7 separate regions of the Mus musculus genome follow, and all the other regions are linked to region 1. A link is a contact called in public HiChIP or PLAC-seq, capture Hi-C and promoter capture Hi-C data. All regions are on one chromosome and are shown on one strand. Each heading gives the region's core, a stretch centred on a gene start, on an enhancer-like site or on the middle of the called end of the contact. The rest is flanking DNA. Distances are from core to core; before and after follow the strand shown. Region 1 holds the start of Blmh (bleomycin hydrolase). Region 2 holds the start of Sez6 (seizure related gene 6). Region 3 holds the start of Pipox (pipecolic acid oxidase). Region 4 holds the start of Rflnb (refilin B). Region 5 overlaps Myo18a (myosin XVIIIA). Region 6 holds the start of Abhd15 (abhydrolase domain containing 15). Region 7 holds the start of Coro6 (coronin 6).

The links. Promoter capture Hi-C pulls out the DNA fragments that hold promoters and counts their contacts. HiChIP or PLAC-seq counts read pairs in DNA pulled down with a chosen protein or histone mark. Capture Hi-C pulls out chosen DNA fragments and counts their contacts.
Region 2: a promoter capture Hi-C map of pre-B cells shows a contact between it and region 1, with 4 times the contacts expected there. The contact joins the promoter of Sez6 here to the promoter of Blmh in region 1. A contact is called at or near these places in 1 of 39 promoter capture datasets (pre-B cells) and 1 of 115 datasets of contacts at active chromatin or transcription factors (bone marrow-derived macrophages).
Region 3: a contact with region 1 is called in a promoter capture Hi-C map of liver, with 5 times the contacts expected there. The contact joins the promoter of Pipox here to the promoter of Blmh in region 1. A contact is called at or near these places in 2 of 39 promoter capture datasets (liver and pre-B cells) and 1 of 9 other capture datasets (liver).
Region 4: a promoter capture Hi-C map of liver shows a contact between it and region 1, with 2.2 times the contacts expected there. The contact joins the promoter of Rflnb here to the promoter of Blmh in region 1.
Region 5: a contact with region 1 is called in an H3K4me3 HiChIP or PLAC-seq map of pro-B cells, with 3 times the contacts expected there. The contact joins the enhancer-like site here to the promoter of Blmh in region 1. A contact is called at or near these places in 1 of 39 promoter capture datasets (pre-B cells) and 5 of 115 datasets of contacts at active chromatin or transcription factors (T-cell acute lymphoblastic leukemia, embryonic stem cells, epiblast stem cells and 2 more).
Region 6: a contact with region 1 is called in a promoter capture Hi-C map of hippocampal neurons, with 5 times the contacts expected there. The contact joins the promoter of Abhd15 here to the promoter of Blmh in region 1. A contact is called at or near these places in 4 of 39 promoter capture datasets (the C10 cell line, hippocampal neurons, liver and 1 more) and 4 of 115 datasets of contacts at active chromatin or transcription factors (forebrain, large pre-B cells, memory CD8 T cells and 1 more).
Region 7: a capture Hi-C map of embryonic stem cells shows a contact between it and region 1, with 3 times the contacts expected there. The contact joins the promoter of Coro6 here to the promoter of Blmh in region 1. A contact is called at or near these places in 5 of 115 datasets of contacts at active chromatin or transcription factors (the 230-238 cell line, bone marrow-derived macrophages, embryonic forebrain and 2 more) and 3 of 9 other capture datasets (embryonic stem cells, liver and macrophages).

The regions. Positions count from the first base shown.
Region 1 is chr11:76,943,678-76,947,569 of GRCm38.p6, reverse strand. It overlaps Blmh (bleomycin hydrolase), which reads right to left and starts at 1,914. Exons shown (of 12, transcript NM_178645.4): 1 at 1,677-1,914; 2 at 1,131-1,328. The coding sequence starts at 1,689.
Region 2 is chr11:77,929,204-77,933,095 of GRCm38.p6, reverse strand. Sez6 (seizure related gene 6) reads right to left here and starts at 2,257. Exons shown (of 17, transcript NM_021286.4): 1 at 1,982-2,257. The coding sequence starts at 2,036. Gm11190 (predicted gene 11190) reads left to right here and starts at 3,808. Exons shown (of 3, transcript NR_033549.1): 1 at 3,808-3,838.
Region 3 is chr11:77,891,693-77,895,584 of GRCm38.p6, reverse strand. Pipox (pipecolic acid oxidase) reads left to right here and starts at 1,713. Exons shown (of 8, transcript NM_008952.2): 1 at 1,713-1,918; 2 at 3,325-3,473. The coding sequence starts at 1,805.
Region 4 is chr11:76,026,146-76,030,037 of GRCm38.p6, reverse strand. It overlaps Rflnb (refilin B), which reads left to right and starts at 2,256. Exons shown (of 3, transcript NM_029658.1): 1 at 2,256-2,610. The coding sequence starts at 2,401.
Region 5 is chr11:77,791,589-77,795,480 of GRCm38.p6, reverse strand. All of the region lies in intron 1 of Myo18a (myosin XVIIIA), which reads right to left. Among named protein-coding and RNA genes, the nearest start is that of Gm10277, 4.9 kb to the right of the region's middle. Within about 2 kb of position 2,035, at least 277 of the 459 cell types and tissues checked have an H3K27ac peak or open chromatin away from gene starts, as enhancers often do. A contact at or near this core is called in T-cell acute lymphoblastic leukemia, epiblast stem cells, pre-B cells and 1 more, where this site is marked.
Region 6 is chr11:77,512,984-77,516,875 of GRCm38.p6, reverse strand. It overlaps Abhd15 (abhydrolase domain containing 15), which reads right to left and starts at 1,759. Exons shown (of 2, transcript NM_026185.4): 1 at 824-1,759. The coding sequence starts at 1,677. Trp53i13 (transformation related protein 53 inducible protein 13) reads left to right here and starts at 3,603. Exons shown (of 7, transcript NM_001024920.1): 1 at 3,603-3,716. The coding sequence starts at 3,645.
Region 7 is chr11:77,461,974-77,465,865 of GRCm38.p6, reverse strand. Coro6 (coronin 6) reads right to left here and starts at 1,955. Exons shown (of 10, transcript NM_139128.2): 1 at 1,756-1,955; 2 at 78-200. The coding sequence starts at 1,953.

The DNA of each region.
Region 1 (3,892 bases), core at 665-3,164:
CACATAAGACCACCTGCCCGATTCCAGATTAACATTTCCAAGCTTACCCTAAGAGACTGCGATCAGGCCATGTTAAGATTATTGTGACATATTAACTAGATCATCTGACAGACCACACATCCCAAGTCCTTCTGAATGAAGGCCTGTGAGTGCTAAGTAAGAACTTTCTGCTACATAATAAGATTATTGCAAGGTCATAATTTTTTTCCTTTAAAATTTAAAAATCAAATTTTCTATGGTATAATTGACTCACAGCAAAATAATACCCATGTTAAATGTATCCTTTGAGCTTTGAATTGCCTTAAGTAGCAATAACATATTTTCTGTCAATACACATAGACTTGGAGTAGTTTCCAAATAAGGGGAAAAAAAATGCAAGGTCCCTTTGGTTCAATTTTTTTGAGACTATTTCTCCTGTTTGGATTCCTAGATAACCAATCTCTCAGTGTAGATGTATTTTCAACAGTTGTAACTGGACAGCAGACAGCAAAACAACAATTCTCAGCCAGCAAGGAATGAGAACTCAAAATACTACAAAGTAACTACTGACAGGAACTATGAGAATAGCAACTCCAGCTGCAACCACAGAGCATATTTAAAAATAGCCGGTTACAATCTGTTGTAATCACTTTATGTTTTTTTCTATTTTATACATTTGGACTTTAGGGCAATTCTGGGACATCTCCTATGGTATGGATATTTTTCCATTAATTATTAATTATTTGGCACAGGCCAAATCTGTTAGTACATAGCTCATCTTTTGCTTTAGGTTTATCTGTCTGCAACTTGATAAGCTGTTTCTCTCTTCTGCTACTTCTAGATGAACTGTTAAGATTAAAACTGCACGAGAACAAACCGCACACATCCAACATCACATAATATCAAAACATGATGATATGCATTCAAAGACCACCATCTGTCACGTTAGGAAACAAACTAAATGCTAATAGGCCACAGAACACTGAAGCCACCACACAGGTGATGTTCTTGGGCCTGCCCTTTTCTAGTGCCTATTCTCTGGCTTACTACAAGTTCTGTCAATGCTACAAAGCTCTGTTATCCCAGGGCCATTTTTAGGACAACAAAATGTGCTGCTGTCAATAAAGTAGGCAAGAAGTCGTAGACCTCACCAGAGCTCTTCTGGTTGGTGACTGGCTTGCCTTCCTGAGGCACAACGTGTTGAAACACATGCTGAGCACCCTGGACCGTGGCCCTCCTCAGACATATGTCCAGCAGATCGTGGGTGGTCCCGACATTCTGGGCAAGTACGAACTGAGGGTCAGAATTTAGTTTCTGGATCAAAGCAGATACCTTCTCCGAATTTAGTCCTGTGGGAAGATCAAACGCCATTATAATTATATCCCCTCCCAAAGAGGCTGACGGGGACAGCTTTAGGATAGGGTCACCGTAGATCCTAGATTTAACTTCGCAAGAGCATCCTGCAGAGTGCTGTACCAGAAAGCCCTCTCCCGGCATCCTCCCCGCGTGATGTCGTCTCTCTCCTGGTGCTCTCCCACCCTCCCGGAGGGCTACATCCCGGCCCTCGCCTAGGTCCGTCCCCCCCTCCCCACCCACCCCCATCCCATCCCACGGCCTTTCACGCCGCCGGGCCTCACGGGTCCGCCGAGCCCGGGAGAGGACCCGGGAAAACACTCGTGGTACCAGCGGTGCCTCACCTGCGTTGTTCATGGCGCCCAAACTGCTTCGTGGAGGAAACGTTAGTTTTCAGGGTTTTCAGGTGAGCTCTGGGGTTACACTACAGTCCGCTGCCTAGCTGGCCGGACCTGGTTCTCGCACCCTAAGCGCCGGAAGAAGGAAACCCGCTCAATGGTGGCCGAGAGAAACGGGGTCCGCGGAGGGACAAAACTCCCCCCTCGCGTTGCTGAGTCAGCGCCATCGGGGCTAGCCCCGCCCGGGGGAGGGCCGACAGGGGCGGCCTTTCAGACTCTGGGGCCCGCACCTCGGCCCGGGAGCGGCAGGGCGAAGCCACCCACGATTGCAGCCCCCACTGCCAGCATTGCTCACTCTTCGCCTCGGCTGCGCCCTCCGCCATCTGTGATCCCTCTTCCTGGCTTCAAGGGCGCCCTCCCGGGATCCCAAGCTCCTAGAGGAAGGAGGCTGAGGGTTCCGTGCTGATGAACCCAGATCCCTCACTGTCTAGCATTGGGGAAACTGACGCTTAGAACTCCTTTGAGAAGCCAGAGGAGGTTTTGTGAAGTGAAAAGGAAGTAAGGGACCCAAAATTAGCCATGGGACGGCAGATCTCAAGAAATCCACCCAAAGGCTTTTCCTGTAGGCACTTAGCTGACCAATCTGTTCATCTTTTTCAATTGCAACTTGTTGCTTAGAGTCTAGTGAGAACAAAGTTCTTGTATTTGAAAGGATTTTGGAACCAATCTCTTTCCCACCCACCCATAAGCTACTACCACGGTTCTACAAATACACATCTGCTCATTTCATCTACACATTCTGGGCTTCGCAAGGCTCATGAGTGGTTCCTATTGAGCCCAGCTTGGGCTAAGGAGAATGATTACGTCAATTTTATGCTTTTTTTTTTTTTTTTTTTTTTGCTAATATCTACAAAACCTGTAAATCACACACACACACACACACACACACACACACACACAGAGTCTTCGAGATAATTAATCAGTTTTTCAAGACGGGGCGGGAGAGTCCACTGCATAATAAAATAAGTACAAATGCACACTGTAGCCTTACTATTCAGATTTTCCATGGAGCCTAAAACCTAAGTCTTAAATTGAAAATCACCCATGGTTCAGAGGAATTCTGATGTCTGGAAAGTGCCACATGCAGACAGCCATCTGTCACTTGAGAATTCAGTCTCTGTGTCCCTGAGAGACTTAGCTAAAGACCTGCAATTCGACATAGCAACCATCTCCAAGGGAGCCCATCAACTACCCTATCCTGTGGGGCTTTTTTTTTTATTTTTTCCATTTTCTGAAGAAAAAAGAAACAAGCTACAACTCATGCTGAAAGAAATCATGGGCCCTTTCACCAAATAAATAAATAAATAAACAAACAAATAAATAAACAATAAAAATGATGTTCAAACTTCCTGCCCAATTGGACTCAGCCCAAAGAATAAAATTGTATTCAACATTTGTGGTGTAACAGGTCCTCAGCAAGTTTCTGCTGATATAAAAAAAATTAAAAACTTTAATCTTGTCATCAAGAGACTCATGATGTGGGACTGGGAGATAGCCCAGCAGATAAAAGCACTTGCTGATGATCTTCCAGGGGACCCAAGTTCGGGTCCCAACACTCAAGTCAGAAAACTGTAAGTCCAGTTCCAATGGGTCCAGCCAACACTTCCTTCTGGCTACCATGGGCACTCATCCCATGTGCACACCTATACACAGAGACATACACATTCAAAACAATTAACGTGGGAAAGACATGCAACAGAACCTATGCTATCTCACAGTAGTGCTATATAAGTAGTAGCTAGCAGTGAGAGCCAGACGCTAGAAAAACAGAGGTGATAAGGCTGGGCTCAAGAGTAGAACACTTGCTTAGCGTGCACAAGGACCCTGGATTTAGCCCCCAGCCCCACAAAAAGAAAAGGGGGACAGGTGGTGATAACTTTGAAGAGTGAATGGAATTTTACGAGACAAAGAGTGAGAGAGAGGGCACTCAAGGTAACAGCAAAGGCAGGAGGCGTGGGAGCGCATGACAAGATCAGCTGTAAGCCTCCCTGCGCCACAATTTGATGTGGTTCAAAGCAAGAACTGGGATGAGATCAGAGGCAAGGCGCAGGACCAGGAAGGTGGGTTTGGGCTGGGATATAAAGGCTTTTATATGCCACACCTGAGCATCTGGACTTTATTCTATGCTTAATTAGAAGTCAAAAATAGGTTTAAACAAAGGA
Region 2 (3,892 bases), core at 1,008-3,507, 990 kb before region 1:
GAGGGCTCAGAACCCTAATGATGAACCTTCCATCTATGTTAAATAGGTGGGGCCTCCTGGTCACCCAGATCTGGGTCCAGGCTCTCTCACATGCCAGGTTAGCCACTGCTTCCAAATCCTCTCTTTCTACCTATAAAACACATAGTAAGGCAACCCCACTACACGGGAGAAGCCAATGAACCACAGGACACTGGCTGGGGACACAGACTTCTGGCGAGAGTGGGTAAATTCCTCCCAACGCGAACCTCAACACCTCCAATCTGGGCTGGACTCTCGGCCATACCAGCTTTCTTCTTGGAGACCTATGGTCTCTCTCCAGCTCTGCAAGGAGCTGGCTGGCAGAGACTACACCTCCACACTGGTGGCTTAACTGATGAATTGTCACCCAACACTCAGAGCTCCTGAACTGCAGACATCCTGAGACCTGAGGAATCCAGATCACACACTCAGATAAGAACTTCCATTGCTAGGAAACAGACACAGACTGTTCCAGGAAAGGAGCTAGGATGTGGCCATACCCCACTCAGGTCCCGAATGCAGAGAGATATCCTTAGATTTCTGGCCCAGAAGATGGGTTTCTCTTCATCCCTTCTTATCCCTGGAGTGGGCTTCTTTTTCCTCCCAGCAAGGTGAACATATAATTCCAAGTTTTCCTAGTCTTAGGAGGAGCCAGTGTGGGCAGCCAGGTGGGCTGGGCAAAGATGTGGTCTACTTGTGGGTAGAGCTAGAGATTCAAAGATGTTCTCCCTCTCCATCCCCCGGGACGGGAAAAGAGCGGCTTGGTACTAGCCCAGCCCCGAGCAGCCCTGGTCTGGCTGTTCTGACCTCCAAACTCTCCGGCCTTCGAGGATGGAGCCCGAAGGTTACAAATCTCCCTCCCTCCCTCCTTGACAGCAGACGCTAGGAACCATAACCATATGGCGAGGGACTTTGAGTCCCAAGTCAAAAGTGCAGTTTCGCGGACCCCAGCAGGCGATTAGTAAAAGCGGAGAATGACCTAAGCATTTGAAGACTCCCGAGACCACTTGCTTCAGACCCTTCCTGCTTCCCATTCATCTTTCCTCCAAACTCCCTTGGTGCTAACTCCGAGGCCAAGCGTTTCTTGACCGAGATCAATGAAGTTAGGACTTGACTCGGCGTCCGGGGCTGGGACAAACGGTGAGTTCCGCTAACTAGTCTGCGGCTCCGAGGTCGATAGAACCCGGCAGGAAGGCAGAGCCGAAGAGAAGCAGCGCTCCGTGCATGTGCGTGTGTGCATGTGTGTGTCTGTGTGCAAGAAAAGAATTTCAGGGAGGGCAGCCAGTCCCAGGACCTCAGTTGCTGCAACCCAGAGAAGAGCGAGGGGCTGGGCAGTGGGCTCTCAGGGTCCCCGGATATGTTTCCCCAGAATTGTGTTCTAGGTTCCAATCCTGACTTGACAGCGTCAAGGCAGAGGTAGGTGAGAGATGTCCCAGTCCCGGGTCCGGCCACCACCCGACCCAGTTCCTCTGCAGTGAGGATACGAGGGACCCAGAATAAGCGGCAAAGTCGAGCGAAGTTTGGAGACCAGCGGGGTAGGCAGAACGGCGGGCTGGTAGCTGGGCTGTCCGGACTCTGCACCCGCGACCTGCCGCCCCCCCCGCAACGCGCCCGGGCGCCCCTAGACGCCTGGAGTGGAGCGAGGGAGCGCGCGGGAGAGCGCGTGTGTGCGGGGAGGGGGTGGCGTGATGAATTGCAGCAGAGAAATCCCATTAGATCCGGGGAGATGATTAAAGGCGAGGTCTCGGCCGGGCGCGAATGGCGGGAGCCGCGGCGGCTTCCCGCCCGTAGAGCCCGCGCCCCGCCCGGCTGGGTCGGCGCCGGGGACAGCGCAGCCGGCGGGACGTGGTGCTTGGGAGGAACAACAGGACGCACGGAGCAAGGCGCCGGGATGGTCTTGCTTTCCTACCCCTGGGAGTCCGCGCCCGCCCCCGTCCTGTGGCCGGACGCCCGGGTCCCTTACCGTGAGCCAGGAGCGCCAGCAGCGAGGGCAGGAGCAGCAGGGCTGCTGGGCGCATGGTGCTGCTTGCGGCCGCGCCCCGGGTCGGGGCCGCGGTAGGGGAACTGGGGACTGGGAGAGGCGTGGGCGCGGGGGGCAGAGCCGGTCCCGGGGAGAGCAGCGGGGCCGCCGCCGCCGCCGCCAGCGCCTGACAGAATCAGCACCACGGCCAGCGCCTGGCGTCGGCGCCCGGGATCGCCGCGCGGGGCTGGGGGCGGGGGCGCAGGAGGAGCGGCTTACCGTAAAGTCTCAAGCAAAGGCGCAGAAGACCCAGCGGCAAGAGAACAGGCTTTCGAGCCCTGGGGAAAGGACTGCCCTGCTAATGTGGCACACAGCCCCCGCCTTCCCGAGCTGCCCACGCCCAGCCAAGCTTGCCACCCTCTCCCGGGTTTGTAGCTTACCAAGGTGTCAGGTTCTAATCGGATTCTCCATTAAAGAGAACACCCCCTCCTCACCTCTCTCTCCACCCCACCTTGGTACCTGACAGCTACAAGGGTGATCTGGAAAGATGCACATCAGTGAGGCAGCTGGTGAGGCCCGCCTGCCCTTGTGGCAGCTCCATCCTGGGCCGATAATGAAGACGGCTTTTGAACGTACAAAGGACAATAAATTATTACTTTGCGCTCAATAAATGCCAGGGCTCCAGGCAGCTGCATCAGCAGCAAACTGTGCTCACAGAAAAGCTTAATTATCCTGATATTATAGTTAAAAGCCAGTGGCACTTGTGTCCTGGGGAGACATTCTCCACTTGGTAGGGGGCAACCTGGGTCAAGCTGTGGGGTGCTGAAGGCAGCACCCTGGGTCCCCATGTAGCCATGGGGTTCCAGACCTTGCTTCCTCTATTTCCTCTGTAGAACAAGAATAGCCACAGGAACACAGATCTTTTATGCCAATACCAGCTTCGGTCTTGGAACTGACGAAGAAAATGGGATAAGCATGAATATCAGGGGTCTTTATGACTGTTTTAGTTTTAAATTTTCATTTTTTTTTTTACCAGGACCTGGCACATGATTCCATACTTGATAGATAGGGAGGGGCTCTACCACTGAGCTACACCTTCAACCCACCAGGTGTAGCTGATTGTTTCAGATGGAGGAAAACTTGAAGAAGGGGCAGTAACCCCAGAGTAGTTGGAATAGTCAATAGCACAGAAAAATAAGATCCCATGACTTTGTGACCTGAGGAACCCCAGTAAGCCATGGGCCAATAACAGGCTAGCCATAGCTGTGCAGAACTAGAGGCTATTATTCAGACCCAAGGGACATGGTTAGGCTTGTTACTGAATTTCAGTGGACTCAACAGGACACAACCACGTGGCTGATGTTAATATCTGTAGAGGAAGAAGGAGGCCCTCAAAGGGCAGCTTAATGTTGAGTTCTTTCCATGTGAACGTGGGTCAAACCCCAACAATTTGTCCACAGCACTTCCCCCATCTCATCCTGGAAGCAAGTGACTTCTGCCCTAAGTTTCATTCCTAGGAGAGTCTTTCGGTCCTTACAGTCTTCCAGCTTTGCTCCTTTGATGCTCTGTAGATCCTTTTGTGGGCTCTGGGGAGCCATCTTGCTTGCTGTAAAGAATCCCAGGCAGCAGGTGGCATGTGGAGTTATCTGGGGAAGATGCTGGGTGAGGATTTTGGACAGTTGTCTGGTGAATTGGAAGAGAAAGGAGAGTAGCAGAAGGGATGGCAGGTAGGGGAGCCTTTGAAGAAAAGATCAGAAATGTGGAGAAGCCAGGAGAGAGGGACGGAGGAAAGGGAAAACAAGACCTGCCCACAGAATGGGAGAACAGGCGCAGAAGTGCCTGACTGAAGTCTGGAAACGGGTGAGTGCCATGAGGCTCTTCCTTTCTCACAGGCATTCCTGACATTTCTCACAT
Region 3 (3,892 bases), core at 464-2,963, 950 kb before region 1:
TAAAGCCCTGGGTTTGGTCCTCAGCACCATATTAAACCAACATGATGGTACGGGTCTATTTTCCCAGGAGGTAGGGGCAGAAAAATCAGAAGTTCAAGGTCACCTGTGGAGGCAAAGCAGGTTGGAGGCCAGTTAAGCGATACATGAGACCCTGTATCCAAAAAAAACGAAAGAAAATACTAACAAGAAGTAAGTTTTGGAGCAGATAGACCTGGGTTCACATCTTAGCCTCTTGGCACACCTAGAATGGGTCCTTGGGCAGATCCTGCCATCTTTGTCTGTTTAGTGGTGTGTTTATGATTATAAACAACCAACCTCAAAAGTTAGTGTCTAAAAACAAGCATTTTATTTTACTTCATAAAACTGGGGAATGCTGACACAGCTTGGCTGTTGGGTCACGTGCCATGGACTGGGTCAGGTCATGGGTGGTTAGTTTGTCTGGACACAAGGTCCAAAATGGCTTCTCTTCCTATGTGTGACTTTTCTCATCTCTCTCTCTCACAGAGTGGCTGGACTTCTAACATGTTGGTTCAGGGTCTAAGAACGAGTGCTTCAACACAAGAAGATGTCCAAAGGCTTGGGTCAGAAAGAGGGTAGCAGTCACTGTATTCTATTGGGCAAGCATGTAATGGGAAAACCGACAGAGAACTTGAGGCTATCTCTAATCTGCTCAAAAAAAATGAGGATAAAAATACACACACACACATACAAAAAAAAAAAAAAATCCTGAGAATTTAATGAGATAATGTATTCCGAGGCAGATTTACCAGGAAGCTAATAAAACTTCAACCATGGGGCTCTCTAATTGAGCGGTCTCTTCGAAGTCCTGCCATCTAGTTTTGCATGACTAATTTTTTCTTTTTTTTTTTTTTTTCTCTTTTATTTTTAGTGCTGGGTGCTAAACCCAGGACCCCGAACATGCCAAACACAAAAGTCTACCGCTGAGCTAAGCCTCCAGGCCCCTTTCCCCTTTTATCTTAAAATGGACCCCCAAAGTGTATAAGAATCAGGACCTGCCAACCCTGGCTCTGTCCCCAGTGCCTGTAACAATCCCCATTGAGCCTGCTGCCTGGCACAGAAGGCTTCTCTGCACATGGCCCCTGTGTGTGCTGGCTGGTGCCTGGTTCCCCGTGTGCCTGAGGACAAGGTTCTTCCTCGCACTGTCCTTTCCTGGATTTTTTTTTTTCCTCTTCAGGATCATTTATTGTCCTTTTTTCAACATGAAAGTAAAACACACTGAGAATGATTTCATAATCACAAAACTGCCCTCCCAGTTGGCCCCTGCATCTACCCCCTGACCTCGCCACCCACCAGGGAGGAGGGCCATACCCTGGGCATCCTGCCAAGTTCTTGGCTGGCCGGGTAGCTCTCTGGAGGAAATCAAGCTGCAGAGAGGGAAGCCAGCAGGGGGAGGCAGCATTCCCGGGGCCCAGCTTGGTCTGGGAGGCATTGAAATTCCGGGCAAAGTCCTGAGACAAAGATCATAATGAGACAGGAAGGTGGCATGGGAAGGCGCCATTTGCATGACAATAATTGAGCCAAGAATAGCAAACTGGAGGGATGCAAGGGTGAGGCTAGCAGCTGAGCTGGGCGAAACCTCACAAATCAGTCCACCCAGCTCTGCTCTGCAGGGGGAGGCGGAGGCTGAGCCCTGTGCCAGGCTTTTTGGGGAGGGAAAGAAAGACAAGGACATGAGCCCCAAGGGATTGTGGGAACTCTAGTTTAGCTGGACTTTGCCTCCCTCCTCCCCCTGTAGCCTGGAGGTGCCTTTGTTTGCCTTCTCTTCAGTGGGCTTTGTGGCATCATGGCTGCTCAGACAGATTTCTGGGATGCTATTGTGATTGGAGCAGGCATCCAGGGCTGCTTTACCGCGTACCACCTGGCCAAACACTCCAAGAGCGTCCTCCTGCTGGAGCAGGTACACTGTGCCTTCTGCCCTTCTGCTATATAAGACTGTCCCCTCTTCTTTCCTCTCCTAGGGAGGGCTTTCCAGAATTTTTGGGCTATAAGTGAAGCCAAACGGTCAGACATCAGGAATTCTGTGCACTTCGTAGCTTCGTAGCCACTTCACGTGGATCTTGACAATGCAAAGAAAATTCCCACCCTTAAGTCCACGTGAGGTTTCTTGGTATACTCTTTTAAGTCTCTTAGTTCTTGCCCCGGATCAAGAAGTGTCCCACTTCTTTTCATTCTTGCAACCCTGTCTTGTCTTTGCCCACATGGTTGATACAACCAGAAAAAGAATCAATTCTGCTCTGGGTAACCTTAAATAAAGACAGTTTTGCCTAGAGGCAAAGGCTGATGTACCAGCTTTGGAGAAAGCTGCGTTTTCTCAGCTGCTCCTTCCAGAACCTAGCAGGAGCTGCTGTTGAATTCTTCCACCTTTGGGTAACAGCGACCTCCTCACTTGATGCCCGGGAACTAAGACACAGGTCGTCTTTCCTTAAAGGAAAAGTGATCACATGACTGCTTCAAATGAGGGTGGCACTGGGACCCTGCAGGGCCCCTCAGGGGTGGGGCCTATGCAATCTGTCAAGTTGAGTTTTCTACCCCTGTGGCTTCTTCCTTTCCATTCTGCCTTGCAGCTCTCTGAGCAGGTTACCACATCCTGGGAATTGTCTTCAGTTCCTCTGTTTTCCCAAAGCCCAAGGGATTTCTGTTACAACCTGCAGGAAAACCTCCATTTTGCTTCACCCCGCACCCCCCTAATCCTAAGATTGCTCCCTTATCCTGGGTACCTGAAGGCTCAGTGAGATGACATCCTTTTCCTGATCCGGAAAACCATGGGGCTCGATTTGCATAATCTGGAAGGTTTTCTGACTCTGCTTTTCTAGGCATCTAAGCAGGGTGTGAATTCAGTGGGATAATAGAAGGTTATTAACAAATGGATGGGTGGCTGCCAGGGCTATTTACAAAAGGAAAAATTTAGTCAGTGCTGAGGTACTATTGCTAACCAGAATGCCTGGCCAATCAGTGGGCCTCAAGGAGACCTGGAAGTATGGAAATATTTGAAAATATCTAGGCCTGGCGATGAGCACCTGAAAATCCCAGTTGCTCAGGAGACCAATGTAGGGGGATTGCAAGCTTAAGGCCTGCCTGGGCTACATAACATGACAGTGACTCAAATAAGAAATAAAAAGAGGTCTAGGGCAATAGATAGCTCATCTGCAGGGCACCTACTTGCCTCCTTTGTGCAAGGCCAGAGGTCTAGGCCCCAGGATTAGAAAGGAACCATTTGAAGCCTAAGATGGCTCCTAAAGAACAAAGGGAAGGCTGAGCCAAAGGGCAGTGACTTCCATTGTCTTTCTTGTCTTTCTTGTCAAGTTCTTTCTTCCCCATTCCCGAGGAAGCTCACATGGACAGAGCCGCATAATCAGAAAGGCTTATCCAGAGGACTTCTACACGATGATGATGAAGGAATGTTATCAGACATGGGCCCAGCTGGAGCGTGAAGCCGGAACCCAGTTACACAGGTGGGCGAGGGAGGAAGACCAGGAACACAGGGGACCCATCCCTCCAGGTGCTTTGAATGTGTGATGCTGTAAGGTGTGAACTTGAAATGCAACTGGAGGGACACAAGCCCAGGAGGGAGGTGCCAGTCATGTGGAGGCCTTCTGCTCACTGTCACAGATGCTGCTGGCCTCTGTACCTTTGAGTTCCAGGCCTGGTTAGATCCTGTGACCAAGGCTCTTACAGGTTGTTTTCTGAAAACTTAGAGGATGACCATGGACAGGTATCTAGAGCAGGCCTGCGCAAAGCCTTCCAGAGCCATCTTATAGGGCCTGCGTCAAAATCTATATAATTTTTTTGTTTTTTGTTTTTTGTTTTTTGAGATGGTTTCTCTGTGTAGCCCCGGCTGTCCTGGAACTCACTCTGTAGACCAGGCTGGCCT
Region 4 (3,892 bases), core at 1,007-3,506, 920 kb after region 1:
GGGAGGGAGGGAGGGAGGGAGGGAGGGAGGGAGGGAGGGAGGGAGGGAGGGAGGGAGGGAGGACTGATGGGATGCTCAGCTCATGCTTTGAGAGTTGCTTGGTAATTCTGCAGAGGCAGGAGGATGCCCTGTTTGGTCTGTGACTGAAAGAGTTGGGAGAGGTTGTTTTTGGTGGACAGACAGAACTCAGACAGGTTGTAAAATCAGCTACTCCCAGTGTCTAGGTTGATGACTGCTACTCCTGGATTTCAGAAGCTTCTCTGATATCCTGGGCCAGCTGCTTTCTGATCACCGGTGCAGTGAGGAAGTGTGCCAAAACCGTGTCTCCCTGAATTCTCTTGAAGCCTCTAAAGTCTGGCAGCTTCATGCTCTCTTGCTCATGCTAGCAGCTTTGATGTCTCCGTGGGTCTTCTGCCGGAATGTAGATCAGTATTCAGAGTGGTGCTCAGAGGGTGGCAGTGTGGCCTCAGAATGGTGCTCAGAGGGTGGCAGTGTAGCTCTGGAGTCAGCAAGTCCCAAAGTAGGCACCTCCCAAACTGCCCCCACAACAATCCGCACTGAGATGGGGCGTGGTCCTCCTGGCCCAGCTTCTGAGCTTTCTCTGTCCCGACCTCCAGCTCTTCTGGCCTGGTGAAGCAGGAGGTTACCATCTCCTTGGAGCAACTGCTACCTTCCTGGTCATCTCTCCCAGTCTGACCAGTCCACTTTTCACACCCTCAGAAAGCACAGAGGTTTCTCCTCTGATGTGGGGGTCCAGTTCTGCAAGGTGTACAGATATTGAGGTCAACAGGGGTAGGGAAGTGTGACACCTCAGATTGTCCTTGCATTAGACACTTGTCCAGTACTGTACACTGTAGATTTTTGTAACCTATTCCCACCACCCCTGAATGAATGAACAACCTCCCAGTCCAGCCCCCTACAGGATGTATCCTCTGTAGAAGGAATGACCCTGGCTTTCTGTTCCTAGCAAGCTGCCTTCTATCCATCACATGATTAAAGGCAAGCCCTTCTCTCTCCGTATCAAAAATGATGGGTAGAGAGAAAGGAGGACTGAACTTTGCTGGTAGATCTAGTCACTCTGAACATATATATATATATATATATATATATATATATATATATATATATATATTTTAACAAATCTGCCCCAAGCAGGACAGATGTTCTTTGTTCTTGCAAAGATGTGGATTGGACCACGAAGGTGATCCAGGGAAGACTTCTGGTGGAGCACGTGGCACTTGGTGTTGACCCCGGGACATCTCCATGAGAGGAAAGAAAGAAAGAAAGAAAGAAAGAAAGAAAGAAAGAAAGAAAGGAAGGAAGGGGAAGGGGAAGGGGAAGGGGAAGGGGAAGGGGAAGGGGAAGGGGAAGGGGAAGGGGAAGGGGAAGGGGAAGGAAAGGAAAGGAAAGGAAAGGAAAGAAGAAAAGACAATGATTTTAGGCACACCCCAACTCAATTACTTCCCACTGAAGAAGAGCTTCTCTGTCAAACCTATCAGGAAGGACCACAGTCTGTTTGCTGTTGAGTTTAGGTTTTGTTTTGTTTGTAGAAGAGATTCCCTCTGATAGGACAGAGGGAGAAAGTTCCTGTGAGTGAATAGACTGTGGCCTCCATAAGGGGAATCTTGACTCCCTAAGAGAGCTGCTCTGTTTGCTGGTCTCTTTGGGAGATCCAAGCCTGTGACACCCTCAGAACTTCCCTGCCTGGACTGGCCACAGCCTGTTCAGCTGTGCCCGGGACCAGGGAGTGATCGACGCCCCCGGGAGTCCGGAGGAGTAGGCCCTCTCTCCTCCGGGGCAGACGTGAGAGCCAGAGCAGGCCCTGCTGAGCCAACAGGCCGCTGGAGCCATACGAAGCGCATTAAGTATTAATAATTTCCAGTTGTTTGCTCGTCCTCTCTCCCCACGCCCCCCCCCCCCCCCCCGCCCCCGGCCTCTGCAGACTGGGACTCCTTGGCTCTGGGCTGCCAGATCTAGAGATATTAGCACCTCTCGGGGGCCGGGGGACAGTGCATGGAGCAAGGATCGCCGTGGACCATAGGGACAGGGTGCGGGGCCGGACGAAGCCTCGCAGCTTTGCCAGTCGCGGCATGCCGGGGAGGTGGGAGGGGAGGCCCGTCGCGGGAAGATCGGCGCTCGGACGAGCTGGGCGGCGCGCGGCGGGAGCGCAGCGGCCCCTGGCGCTTGGCCTCTCGGCGGTCACCGCGGCTGGGCCAGCCCTCGGGGCGGGGCGGAGGGCGGGGCCTCGAACGAGCGCGGCCGCTGGCGACACCCGGACAACGCGCCGGCGGCGGGGCAAGGAGGGCAGCCCGGAGGGCAGCGGCCCCGGCCCGCGTGTGCGGCCCTCTCTTGCACTCCAACACCGCGGCGGCTGTGCCCGGTCCCGCCACACGTGCAGCTATGGTGGGCCGGCTGAGCCTGCAGGATGTCCCTGAACTCGTGGACACGAAGAAAAAAGGCGACGGCGTCCTGGACAGCCCGGACTCGGGGCTGCCCCCAAGCCCTAGCCCCAGCCACTGGGGGCTCGCAGCGACGGCGGGCGGCGGTGGGGAGCGCGCTCCGGTCGCAGGGACGCTGGAGCCCGATGCGGCGGTGACCCCTATAGTCCCGGTGAGTTGCCTCCCGCGCGGACTTCTCCCAGTCCCGGCCCACCCGCAGCCCTCCCCGGGGAGTCTCCAGCTTTCGCAGTCGGTGCGGCCACCCGCCCGTCGAGACGGCGTGGCCATCGCCGGGAGCCGGGGCGGGAGCGTAGCGAGAGAGCCTGGCCAGCTGGAGCCAGTGGCTGGAAAATTGTCATCGCCTGGGAGGCGCGGGAGCCCCGGGAGAGGCAAGCCGCGGTCTCCTCCCTTCGAGGTGGCGGCCCCCGAGGCTGCCAGGCTGCGGCTCGACCACATTCCTGCTGGGGCGGGCTGGGTGGGGCTCCCGGGACACGGACAGGGATCCCGGGCCCTCCCCACCCGGGGGGCCCACGCCCCGCGGCTTTGCTCCCAAAGCGGCCTCCCTCTGCCGGGACCTGGGAGAGGGGTGTGCTCTGGGCTCCTGGCGCAAGGCGGACCACAGCCTTTGGGGTTAGTCACACACAAGAGTCTTCAGGGTCTGGTAGGTCTTTTTTTCCCAGCCAGTGTTCTGCACTTAATGAGATCAGCGTCCTCCAGGTGGCCAGGGCTTTGAAAGTATTAATCCTTTTCCTTCTTTTCCTTTAAACTCTTTGCAAGAAAAACTCCCAAGTCTGTTTTGTCTTGGGATCTGTTCAGGTGATGATATTCAGAGCACAGCTCAAGAAAGGCCACATCCTGTCTACAGTAGAAGCTCAAAGTAAGACTGAAGGAGAGCTGTGACTGTGCCTCCCATGGGGAGGTCAGCGGCAAGTGTTATGCTTAAGGACCAAAATGGAGCTTTGCTGGTGTGGGGCCTTCTTGACCTACTGACCCTGTCCCAGCAAAAACCAGCACCTTTTATTTCCACTCCAAGGTGAAACTTGCTTCAGCTTGGTCTTTCAGTCTCTCTCATCTTTCCTGCTCTGACCACCGATCAGACACTCACTGGTGCCTCTGACATGGATTCCTGCACCTGACATGAACCTTGACCCTCTCACCTTTCCCATTCAAGTCCTGGTGGCCCTTCCTCACTATGTGGCCTCCTGGGGGAGCTTTCTCAGGCTTCTTCCAGAACCTGTGGCTTGGTGTCCAGGCTCAGTGTCTCTGTGTGGGTCTATCTTATCACTGCTGCTGACCCAATAGCGCACTGACTCTCTCCCACCCCTGGATACCCAGGGAATGTCTGTCTGGGGAGCAGGGATGGGGATACAAAGGAGGCAGGACAGGAGAAACCAGTATGGACACCTAGAAGAAAGATGTCTTGGAATTGTAGGAGAGCTCTGTGGCCTCACCTC
Region 5 (3,892 bases), core at 786-3,285, 850 kb before region 1:
AGATGGGAAGTTGGAGGAGGCGGGGGAAGCTGGCCCTGCAGCTAGTAGTGCTACATGTGTAACATCCCACGGGGAATGCTATGGGGAAACACAGTCTGGTTCTTTTCCATCTCTGGAGAACTGTCCTTTGAGCAGGCATGGGTAGAATGTTTGTTATGGTAACCTATCACTCGCCCACTCCTGGACTCTGCTTAGAGACGAGGCACATACAAGGATGGGTGAGTGGCAGTGACTTAGCTTCTGACTTCCCCTCCCCAAAAAACATGACCAGCAGAGGAAAGAACAAATACACCCCAACAGTCATAACTGAAGTACGAGTGCGCTCCTCCAGCACGGGCACAAGGAAGCTCTGGGAAGGCTCAGAGGGTGAGAACTTCTCTTGGTGAGGGGTCAGCCACACAGGGTGCAGTTTGGAGCCAGGCCATGAAAGAGAGGGGGGTTTATTTATTTATTTTTTATTCATCCATAAAAAGAGAGGGGCTTTATTTGTTTTTCGTCTATTTATCTGGGGGACAGGGTCTCACTATAATAGTACTCCAGGCTGGCCTCCAACTCACAGTGACCTTACTCAGACACACAAGTGCTGTTATTTTTTTTTTAAAGATTTATTTATTGATTATATGTAAGTACACTGTAGCTGTCTTCAGACACTCCAGAAGAGGGAGTCAGATCTCATTATGGATGGCTGTGAGCCACCATGTGGTTGCTGGGATTTGAACTCTGGACCTTCGGAAGAGCAGTCGGGTGCTCTTACCCACTGAGCCATCTCACCAGCCCACAAGTGCTGTTATTACACATAGTAGGTTTATCAGAAAATACATAGGGTGGAAACACTAAAACTGAGGTTCTCCTTAAAACTTTAAGGAGAGCATGTTCCCCTGCTCCAGCTGTCCCTCGTTCCTCCTGAAGATCTTGTAAATAAATATATATGTATATACATATATATGTGCATACACCACACACACACACACACACACACACACACACACACACACACACACACGTTTAGTTGGGCATGTTGGCCCACGACTTTAGTTCCTGCACTCAGGAGGCAGAGGCAGGTTCCAGGCCGGTCTGGTCTACAGAGTGAGTTCCAGACCAGGCAGAGATACACAGTGAGTCCCTGTCTTTAAACAAATAAATAGCATTTGTGTGTGTGTGTGTGTGTGTGCTCAGTCCATCAGGCTGAGATGGCTCAGTGGGTAAAGGTACTTGCCACCACGTTGGACAATCTGAGTTTGATCCCAGAATCCACAAGACGGAGAGAAGCGAATCCACAAACTCTCATTCATGTGTGCTGTAGCATGTTCATGCTTAACACACACATACAAATAACAGTAAGTAAATGTGAAAGAGTCTATAGGGTTGCAACACGGCTCAGCAGTTAGGAACGCTGACTGCTCCTCCAGAGGACCCAGGTTCAATTCTCAGCATCCACATGGTAGTTCACAACCATCTTTAACTCCAGTTCCATGGGATCTGGTGCCCTCACACAGACATACATGCAAGTAAAATACCAATGCACATAAAATAAAAATAGTTACAAAAAGAATCTACTGACACTCTTTTCATAAATGAGTACCAACGACATGTTTGTATTACTAATTTACAGTACCTAATAAAACAAATGGAACTTGTTGTTTAGGGAAGTTTAGGGAGCCCTGTTTCAAGCACTCAGCCCTAAGGACTTGGGAGAGACCACAGAACTTCTGCTTCCTGGGTAGGGGAGCGCCAGCCACCAATCGTGACAGGTGCACCCCATCAGAGGACGGCTGAGGTTCCTCAACAGCAGCTTTAAACACAGCATTTACAGAAAACGCTTTAGCAGGGGTGTCTCCATATTTTAATGACACTAAGTGATCAAGAGATACTGAAAGGGAAGCAGCCAAACTCCTTAAAGAAGCCGAGAGATGACCTCAAGAGGGTGAGGGCTGGTAAGTGGAAACCTGTACTGTCCGAAAAGTCCACACACGGGCAGCCGTAGTGGCCAAATCGGCCTCAGACCTGACTATCACTGCACTTCCTGTTCCGCCTAGCCGCCAGCGCATGGGTGGAGCCAGGTTCAGCGCATGCGCTAGGAACTCAAGAGCCACTCCGCCCTGCAGTGTCCCCAGATTTTCCGGCAGAGGGCAGCCTTCCCCTTCTCATGGACCTGCTGGCACAGCCAAGGCTGCAGATTTCACCTCTGGTGGACCCGCCCCCAGAAAGCGTCCTGGGGAGCTGAGGCTTCAGGGGGGCTGCAGCAGCAAGATGGCCTCTCACTTTACCCAGGAGAGAGATGGCAATGGAGGTGCAAAAATGCGCTGGGCGCCTATATTTTTTTTCATTACTAACTTATCCTTTGTACCTGAAATAGCACCAACACGTAGATGTTTACTAAGTGTTTACTGATGGAAAAGTGAATGAATGAATACCTGAGTTTATAGTTCAAAGATTTAAGCCACGTCTTGAGTTTTATAGTGGCGAGCGGCCTCAGACAAGCAGTAAGTGGAGTCAGTGGGCATAGGGAGGGCAGTCACAGATCTCTGTCCCAAAGACTCAAGGATCGGCCACTCCGGCCCTCCATTCCACCAGACTGCAGTTTTACACATCCAAAGGTTTGCTCAGAACCCTGTGTACGAGCGCACCATTTTTTTCTGCTCTACAAGAACAGGTGTCTACCCCCAAAAACTAAACCGTCAGATCCTGGATACATAGAAAGACTACCTGATTGGTGGCTCCGGGGGTACCGTTTCTCTTTGGGGATTCTCAGTCCCTGGGGATTTCCTCTGGCTCTGGGGATTTCCAAACTGCCTCTGCCTTTCCAATTTTCCACAAGGCCCAAAGCCCAGGACCTGTCTTGACGGTTTCACCAGGCTCTGCCTCAAATCTCAGGGAGACTTGGGTCTGAGTCTACTAATTACACCGCATTCACTATATTCACATCCCATCCTGTCTGGCTGACATTCGAGAACAAGCACAATGAAGCACTGTGTTCTTTTCATATAAACGACCGCTTTTCTCTATTTCCACAGAAGAATAAAGGAAAACCAGCTTAAGGGCTGGCCACACTGATTTAATAAAGCCCAAGGAAGGTCTTCCAGGGTGTGAAAGCTGGCATCCTCATTCTTAAAGGCAGAGAGGCTCCTTCAGGCACTCTCAGGTTCCCCTAAACAGAGGCGGGGGGTAGGGGGGCACACAGATCCTGTATTTGAAGATCTGTGTGCTCACTTCTTGAGGACCTTCCTGGGCCTGTTTCTAGAACCCTTTGAAGTAACAACAAAGCCAGCCCAGTCCCCACAGAAGCAGGAAGAGGTTTCTGCTTTGCCTACCTGGTCTCCGCCCCCACCCCCACGTGCAGAGCCCGCCAAACCCACTGGGCTTGTGAGCACCTGTGTGTTACCAAGCTGGGCAAGAGTCGCATTTGGCAAGGCGGGGAAATACTGCCATAGTGTGGTGGCACATTGCCAGGGACCTCTTGTCTCTAGGGCATCAGGATTCCAGAGTTGGTGAAGTGGGGAAATTGCCAGAGAACAAACCTTCCTTCCTGACAGGAAGGAGAAATGCCACCAGGCTCAGCCTGGGGAGGCGGGTGGGGGGAGCTCTCTGCAGAAGGAGATAAGAAGTAAGAACTGCTTCCCCGCCCCCACCCCACACTTCTAGGAGCCATCTGGAGCTGTAGTGTTCCACACAGTAGCCACTGGCCACGAAAGCAATTTAAATTTAAGTTACATTAAAAATACCAGGGATATTTTGTATTAAATTAAAATCAAGTAAAATGTAAAGTTCTGCTTCTCTGTTGCACAAGCCAGGTTCCAAGTGTTCAGAGGCCACGTGACCACAGGACATTTCTATTTTGCAGTGTGTTCTGTTGGTCAGTTCTGGCCCAGGAGGTCCCCCTCCAGGCTGCTTA
Region 6 (3,892 bases), core at 510-3,009, 570 kb before region 1:
AGCTGAAGGGGGAGCAAGCCTTAAAGGGGCTGGCTGATTCCCTGCAAATTCAGGATTTGACCCCAGCCAGGCCTGATCCCATATCCTGGGTTTTCCTATTTGTTGCCAGAATGCCTCTGACCTCATTTCTGCCATCTCTTAGGAAAGACTGGAAATGTCATTCAAGTAGTTTCTGTGGGACAGTCTTGCCTGGTGTTAAAACTGTTCTCCCTCTGGAGATCTGGGTTTTGTTTTTGTTTTTGTTTTTTATGTGTGCGGTGTCTGATGCCTGTAATTTTGGCACTTAGGAGGCAAAGGCTGAGGGTCTGGAGTTCAGGGACACACACCCTCAGCTGTGCAGCCAGAGTTGTATGAGACCTTGACTCAGAAAGAACAAACACAGGAATAAGTGTTGTGTACTCACCTAGAAATATGTAAAACATCTGTCAGATTGAAGGATTTAAAAAAACCAAAGACTGTACATCTCTCATTCCTGCCACCTCCTGGCTCAGAGCCTGAAGGTAAATATTCTGGACAGATAATCGGCCGCAATTGCTTCCAGAGCCCTGTTTGTTGACCTATCTAGCTATGGACTAAGTGGTAAATGCCAGGTGCAGGCCTCTGCTGACCACCGGTTGCTAGGACACCTGCGACTGAGATGAACTGATGGGGCCCTAACGGAGGCCCTGGGGCTAATATGGCTTTGAAACCCACTTTCCTGGCTCTATGTCAATTATAGGGTTTGAACAGCTTTGGAAACCTCGTGAGAACTTTGCCCCAACCTACCCACAAAGCTCTGTTCCCATACCAGGCAGAGCTGTAGACTTCTGTTCCCGTTACCCACCTGCTGAGAGAGATTTTCTGGTGCAGCAAGAACCCACGTTCATAGGGCCAAGGCAAGCCAGCCTCGAACCACTCGCGACAGCGTAGCACTGGCGAGATGCAGGCGGCGCCAGTCACATAGCTGGAGGAGCCACACTCCCCCAAGTAGGACAGCAGCAGCGCGGACCCTGAACCCTCGCTCACCGCGAACAGGGGGGCCGCCGGGTGTCGGAAGCGAATGTAAGTCACCGCCTCCTTGAGGTCGGACGGGTCCCCGAAAGGCTGTAGTCTGGGGCTGACTAGCGGGCAACCGTGGTGGCCGCGGCGATGGAAGATGACCGGGTAGTAGCCGCGCTCCAGGGCGAGCAGGCAGAGCCCCAGTACATTGCGAGTGAGGCGTCCCCATGCATTGGGGATTACCAACAGCACTGGAGGGAGGCTCCCAGGGTTGGTGACCCGGCGGCCCCTGGCACAAGGTCCTATGACCCAATCCAGAGCCACCAGCCCATCATCTGCCAGCTGCAGGTACTCACGGGCTAGCTCAGGCCCGGGCCCGACTGGCAGGATGAAGTGGCAGAAGGTTTGCAGGTGGGGTCCCGACAGCCAGGAGCGGGGGCTGGGTTCCAGCGCCGCCGAGCGTCGCAGAGCGCGCAGCAGGCACTGGGCCAGCGCCGACGGCTTGCAAATGAGGCTGCAGCCTCCGGGGAGCGCTTCGCGCCGGTCGCTGAACTGATCCGCGGGGCCTCCGCTCGCCACCTCCTGCTCCTCGTGGTCCCGGACTGAGGTTCGCGCTCCGACAGCGCGCTTCCAGGGTCGCAGGAGGAGCAAGGCGAGCGCCGCCAGTAGCAGCGCTAGAGCGGCCGCCCACGGAGGCATGGCCTGGCAGGACAGTCCCCGGAGGGAGGCACTGGGCTGCGGGGAGCGGAGCTGTCCTCTCGTCGGGCTCCTCGTTCTGTCCGCGCGGCTCCGCCCGGCCGCCCGTGGCTGTCAAGAGTCCTCCCAAGCAGGAGGGCGCGCGCGCTCCGGATTGGTCGTGGTCAGGAGGAGACAGCCAGTTCGGGTCGAGCTCCCCTCGCCCGCCCCCCCACTCCCGCCCCCAGCCCTTTGTACAGCGATTGCGACAAGCTGGAGCAGAGGGTGAAAGAGAGCCGGGCCACAAAGCGGGAGCGAGGACCTGAGGGCCAACCAGAGAGAGCGGAACAAGGAGTGCTAGGAAAGGATTGGGGAGGGGGTGAGGCTGGAGGCCTGGGTGAACGGGAGGTGCCTGCTTCTACCCTTGCCCTCAATGAAGTCTGGCTCCAGGGGAGACCCTGGGTCACTGCACCCTCAGGATCCGCTATTGAGGAGTAGCAAAAAAGCAAGAAGGGAGCAAAGCGCTGATCCCTCGCTGGCTTCACTTTCCCCACTCGCTGCTGCCTTTGCAGCTAGAGACGTGTTATCTCTCTCTCCTTCGCCTGGCCCTGCCGCCCAGCCAGGACCAGCAACTGGGCGATAACTCAGTAGGGCTGGGACTCTGCACCTGGCCAGAGGCAGACTGAAGCATCTGACCCTGACCACGAGTTTGAGGGAGGTGGCTGTCGTTTCTCTGGAGGGCATCCGGGCACTAGCCGGTAGACACTTGTGGCCTTCCCAGCCCACCCCCAAGGACGCTTTCCAAGAGTTAGGCGTCTCCACTACTTATCAAGAAGGACTGTAGGAAAGGAAAGAGGCTCGAGTCTGGCCGAATATGTTGAGGGAGAGGATTAAGGGATGCTTAGCCCCGCGGTGGGGCTTTGGTAGAGAGAAGTGTGGTTCTTTAGGTCAGATCAACATCTGGTCATTTCTGCAGGGGTGGGTGAAATAAGTCCGGGCACATGGGAGAGGCCTGAAATAACTATTTTTTGATGTATTTCAAACCTAAAAAGATTTGTTTAGGGGTGTGTGTATGTGTGTGTGTCTAGGTCAGAGGACAATCTGTGGGAATCAGGTCCCTCCTTCAATCACTTAGGTCCACAGATTAAACTCTGGTCGTCAGGCTGGCGGCCAGCACCGTTTCCCACTGAGCCATCTCGCAGGCCTGTTTCAAACTTTTGATTGGGCGTCAATCCTTAGCTGGATTTCCTTTGCAGCGCTCCCTTGCAAGGGAGGCCGAGCTGAGCACTGTAGCTCCTCGGACCAGTGTTTCCTTGGGCAAAGGAGAGCGGGAATCAAGAAAGCTCTGGCTTCTTAAGGCTTCTGGGCCTAAGACCCTCCCAAAACAGCTCGGGGCTCAGTTCTTATTATTAGCGAGAGCAGGACTGGAGCAACGTGAAGGTGAAGCGCTAGAGCCGGGACCTTCTCTCTGGGACAGCTAGGATTTCATAATTCCGTGTTGAGCGGGTTTGCCAAAAGAGCACACAAGTCTCCACCTGGGTCACCCGGTCCTTAAGGATCTCACTTCCTGCCCTTTGCGGGGTTCCAAGATTCTACTCAGGCGATACAGTTGCGCTCTGATGGTCGCACAAACGCTCCGGGACGCATCTCGGCCGAGGGAGGTGGTTCCATGGGCTTGGAGACCAGGAGATCCTTGGCGACTAACTTTTCCGGCTTTGGGTTCAGGACGCGTGCGCCGGCCTGGAGGCGGGCAGGGGCGGGCCTGGCGGTAGGCGGGGCGGGGCGGGGGCGGGCCTGGCGGTAGGCGAGGCGGGGCGGGGCGGGGGCGGGCCTGGCGGTAGGGGGGGCGGGGCACGAGGCCGGGCGAGGAGGGAGCAAGGCAGTGCGCGAGCCGCGGTCTACGTGGGCGCGCGAGCGGCGCGGGGTCGCGGGCGCGCGCGAGCGAGTGGCGCTGCAGCTAGTTGGTTGGCGGGACTGCTGGCCCAGCTGAAATGGTTCATCCTCCTCCACCTCCGCCCCGGTTGCTTCTGGTAGCCCTGGTGGGGCTCCTGAGCCTTCGCGAGGTAAGGCGACCGGCTCCGGGTAAGGTCTTGGCCGGGGGAATCTCAAAGCGCTTTGCTTCAACTTTGTCCTGGAAAGAGTGGCGCGCGCGAGGGGATTCGGAGGCCCCTCCATCCGTCCGCGCCTCTACTCCTAGAACCGAAAGGGCGGGGCCCTCGCAGAGGCCAACGCCCAGCTC
Region 7 (3,892 bases), core at 706-3,205, 520 kb before region 1:
TCTATTATCTTCCCCAGCACAGGTGAGACACCTCCCCGTTCCCCAGCCCAGCTTGGCAGCATCCACTAGTCTCCTACCATGACTGTGGTGTCATCTGAGGCACTGGCGATGACGTTGTCATTGTGTGGGCACCAGTCAATGTCCAGCACAGGGCCAGTGTGCCCAGTGACCAGTGGGTAGTTCTTATCCACTCGTCCTGTCTGGAGGGGTCAGAGAGGGTGATATGGGTTCACTGTCATTCGTGTGTGTGTGTGTGTGTGTGCACAAGCACCGCTGGGAACGGAACTCAGGGCCCAGCACTTGTTAAGTAAATGGTCAACCAATGAGCTGCATCCCAGGCCCTTGCTCTCCTGTATGTGGTTTTGAAGTGGGCAGTAGATTTGTTTACCTCTCAAATCTGTGTTATTAGTTTTCTCTTTGCAGACCTTTTTCAGAATTTAACCCCACCCCCACCCTCAGTCTACTCTTTGAACTTTGCTGGAGATGCACAGTGTGAATGCCTTTGTATTAGGAAGTCTGATTCAGAGAGACAGGCTGACCTAACAAAGTACCCACAGCAGGACACGGAACCCAGACTCAAGTTAAGGTCTCATTATGTTGATTAGCCTAGGCTGATCTTGCCTCGGTCTTCCCAGTGCTGGGCTCATGGGCGTGAACCCACATGCCCTGTGAGGAGGATGTGCTTGAACCTGTCCCCCAAGTTGGAGGACCTTTGGCAAGCCCCTGGAGAGAGAGGTCTGAGTGAGTGACTCTGACGGCAGTGGCTTAGCCCCTGGGGCAGACCTCTCCCTTGGTTTCACCTTGGAGTCATAGGCAGCACGCAGTCTTGGTGCTGAGTGTCCCTTACCAGGGGCTGGCACTCGTCTTTCTTTTTGTCTTCATGAGTAAGTTGTGGGAGCTCTGAAGACTCTGCAGGGGTTGGCATTGGCCCAAAGCACATAGTCTGGGAGAGAGGGTGACTAAATGCCATTGACATGGCAGTCACACTGGGGGAGGAGGTGGCTCGGGCTGAAATGTGAGCCCTTGGGATGCTGTCTCTGGATGGTGTCTGCATTGTCCAGCGTGAGTCATAGGCTATTGTCAGGCCTGTCCTGACCCCACCACTTGTGAGGTCTTCTTTAGCAAGGTATAGGGCTCAGTATCTAGGTCAAGGTTATGCTTTGGGGTATCTCTCCTGGGGTACAGATGGCTACGTGTCTGCAAAGGTGGCAGTCAGTGCCTGGCCCTTTCCCTCATGTGCAGGGGAGGGAAGGCTCTGACTATTGTAACTTCTCTTTTTAGTTTCATCCCACTCCCAGGATCAGAGTCTGAACACCTCTCTCTCTCTCTCTCTCTCTCTCTCTCTCTCTCTCTCTCTCTCTCTCTCTCTCTGTATCTCTGTCTCTCTCTGTTTCTGTGTGTGTCTGTGTGTCTCTCTCCATCTCTCTGACTCTGCCTTTCTCTGACACTAGGTAAAGATAAGGTTAGAGTCTGACTGGACCTTGGTCTGCTGTATCCCAACCATCTCCATCACTAACACCCATCTTGGTTTCTGCTAGGAACACAGTGCTCTGTGGCCTAGAGATCGGGCGCACAGGTCACGCTGATGTTGCTGTTCTCCACCATTCTTTGTGGGTTTGGCAAAGACAGAGTACCCAGTCCACACAGACTGCCCTTCTGGAGGCCTGGACTTCAGTGAGAAAAGGCTAGTGTGGGATATATCCCAGAGACCCTAGCCAGTGCCCTCCCAATTGCTTTCTTCCCCTCACCCCTCACCTTGGCCAGAGGCAGGACAATGAAGGCACCTCCACCTCCAGCCTCCACAATAATGGCTAGAAATTTGGGGTTGACGGCACAGAAGGCGCTGTCCCATGTGACCTTGGATACCCGGATGTCCTCATAGGCCTGGTCAGCCTTTGCTGCCTGACCAAACACGTGGCGGAACTTGCTCTGCCGAACAACACGCCGGCTCATGGCTGGGGCAAAGATAGGGAGTATCAGAGTCTAGAGGCACGTTGGTCCTTAATCCTGCGAGCTGTGGAAGGGAGGAGTGAGTGAGTAGGATTATCTGGCCAGGATCTTCAAAGTGACCAAAGTTGGAGGCTGGTTTTTGACATCTGTCTCATGTTGTTTAATATGAGGGACAAGGATGGGGAATCTCACCGCTTCTTAGACACACAGGCTAGCCGGGATAGCAGAGGCTGACACAGGGCTGAAACTTCCTCCAAGACCTAATGTTTTGAGGAGGAATATCAGGGGGTCCCCTCATGCTGCTAGTCATGTATGAGACCTCTTTGCAAGTGTTTGTCTCTCTGAAAGGCTCCCCACCCAACACCTTCTCTTTTAGTCAGTGGACCGTAGCTCAAGGCTAGGTAGGACTGCAGCCCTCAAGATCCCATATTCACATCGCTGAGTTCAAGCCGGTGTGTCTTTTTCTACAGCTTGGCCAAGAGAAGAGGTCCTTTTGTTAGCCCTGCTTCCTACTCTTTTTAAAAGATTCCTCCGGTGGTGTGGGGTATGTGGGAGTAGGGCGATCTTCCTTCTGTCTATTTCCCCATGCACTGATTTCTCCGGATGGGGTGGGGTGGGGGAGTCCTGGCTATGGTCATCTGACACAAATATCATACTTTGGTCCAGCCTCTTGGGTGCGATGCCTGGGCTGGCTAGTCCGTTCTCTTGAGGGTGGGGGCCCTCGACCCCACCTGCAAGGACCAGATGTGCAACCAGGGAGGAGGTGAGGTCCTCTTTCTGGTTCTACGACTTCGGCTTCTGGAGCTAGGAGCTTAGCAATGCTTGCTACTTTTCCCAAGGGGACACAGCAGGTTCTCCCAAAGGCCAACTGCTTCCTGCCCCTCCCCTGCCCGGGCATCCTTGTGCCCTTCAAACCACTTCTGTAGCCCCAGGCCTGAAGGCCGGCCTACTCGCCCCCTCCTCCAGCCTCCTGCCCCGGCAGTGCGTTCCTGTGAGACTAGGTGTCTCCTCGCCAGCCGCTGTCCGGCCAAATATAGACACCAAGTCCGCCCTGACGAACTGAATTTAGCGGCGGGGGGGGGGGGGGGCGCAGACCTCTGCCCCCTCCAGAGACCCCGCCCGCGCCGTTGGCTGCGGTGGCGGAGGCAGGGAGGGGGGTACCTGGTCCTAAGCCGGGCGGGGGTGCTCACGCTGCGACTCCTCTGCGGAGCGGGCCGGGGTATGCGAAGGGCCGAGGAGGCGGCGTCCGTGCGTCCGGGCCAGGGTGTTCCGGCCGCTGCCTGCGGCTCTCGGCTGCGGGCTCCGCTGCAGTCCCAGCTGCTGCTGCCATCAACCTGAGGGGGCGGGGCCGGACGGGGGCAGGGCCAGGCCAGAGCGGCTACGCCCTGTCCAGCGCGCGAAAGTCCGGCGGGCGTCTCAACTCCGCTGTAAAAAGGGAAAAGTAAGTGTGCGTGCGCTGGCGGGGTGTTCGTGCCTCGTGTCTGCCACCGTCCCTCGCATACAGGTTCGGGAGGCGCTTGGTCCAAAGAGAGACACGGAGAATGGGAGCCACCGCGCGAGATCAGGTGCCTGCGCGCCGCATTCCTGCCGCAATCGCGCAGCTAATTTAGTCGTTCCCAGCGGGCGGGGTTGTCCCCAACAGCCACGACCCGCCGCGAAGAGGCCTCAGAAGATACTCTGGGGGAATCGTCTCAGTAGCTTGATGAGGGTCTACGTTGACCCAGGGCAATTGATGAGGCTACCGCTGTTATTAACATCGATGGCGATTGTTTGAGAACTTAAAACTTTGGCACCGGTATGGGCATTTCATCCCTATTAGAAGGTTCTATGAGCCACAGCTTAAGCCAGGCAGAGAAAAGTAAACTAACTCCCAGCACTGGGTTCAAGGGGAAGATGTTGGCACAGATATTTGGCCATATTTTAGAGGTCAGAGAGACCAACT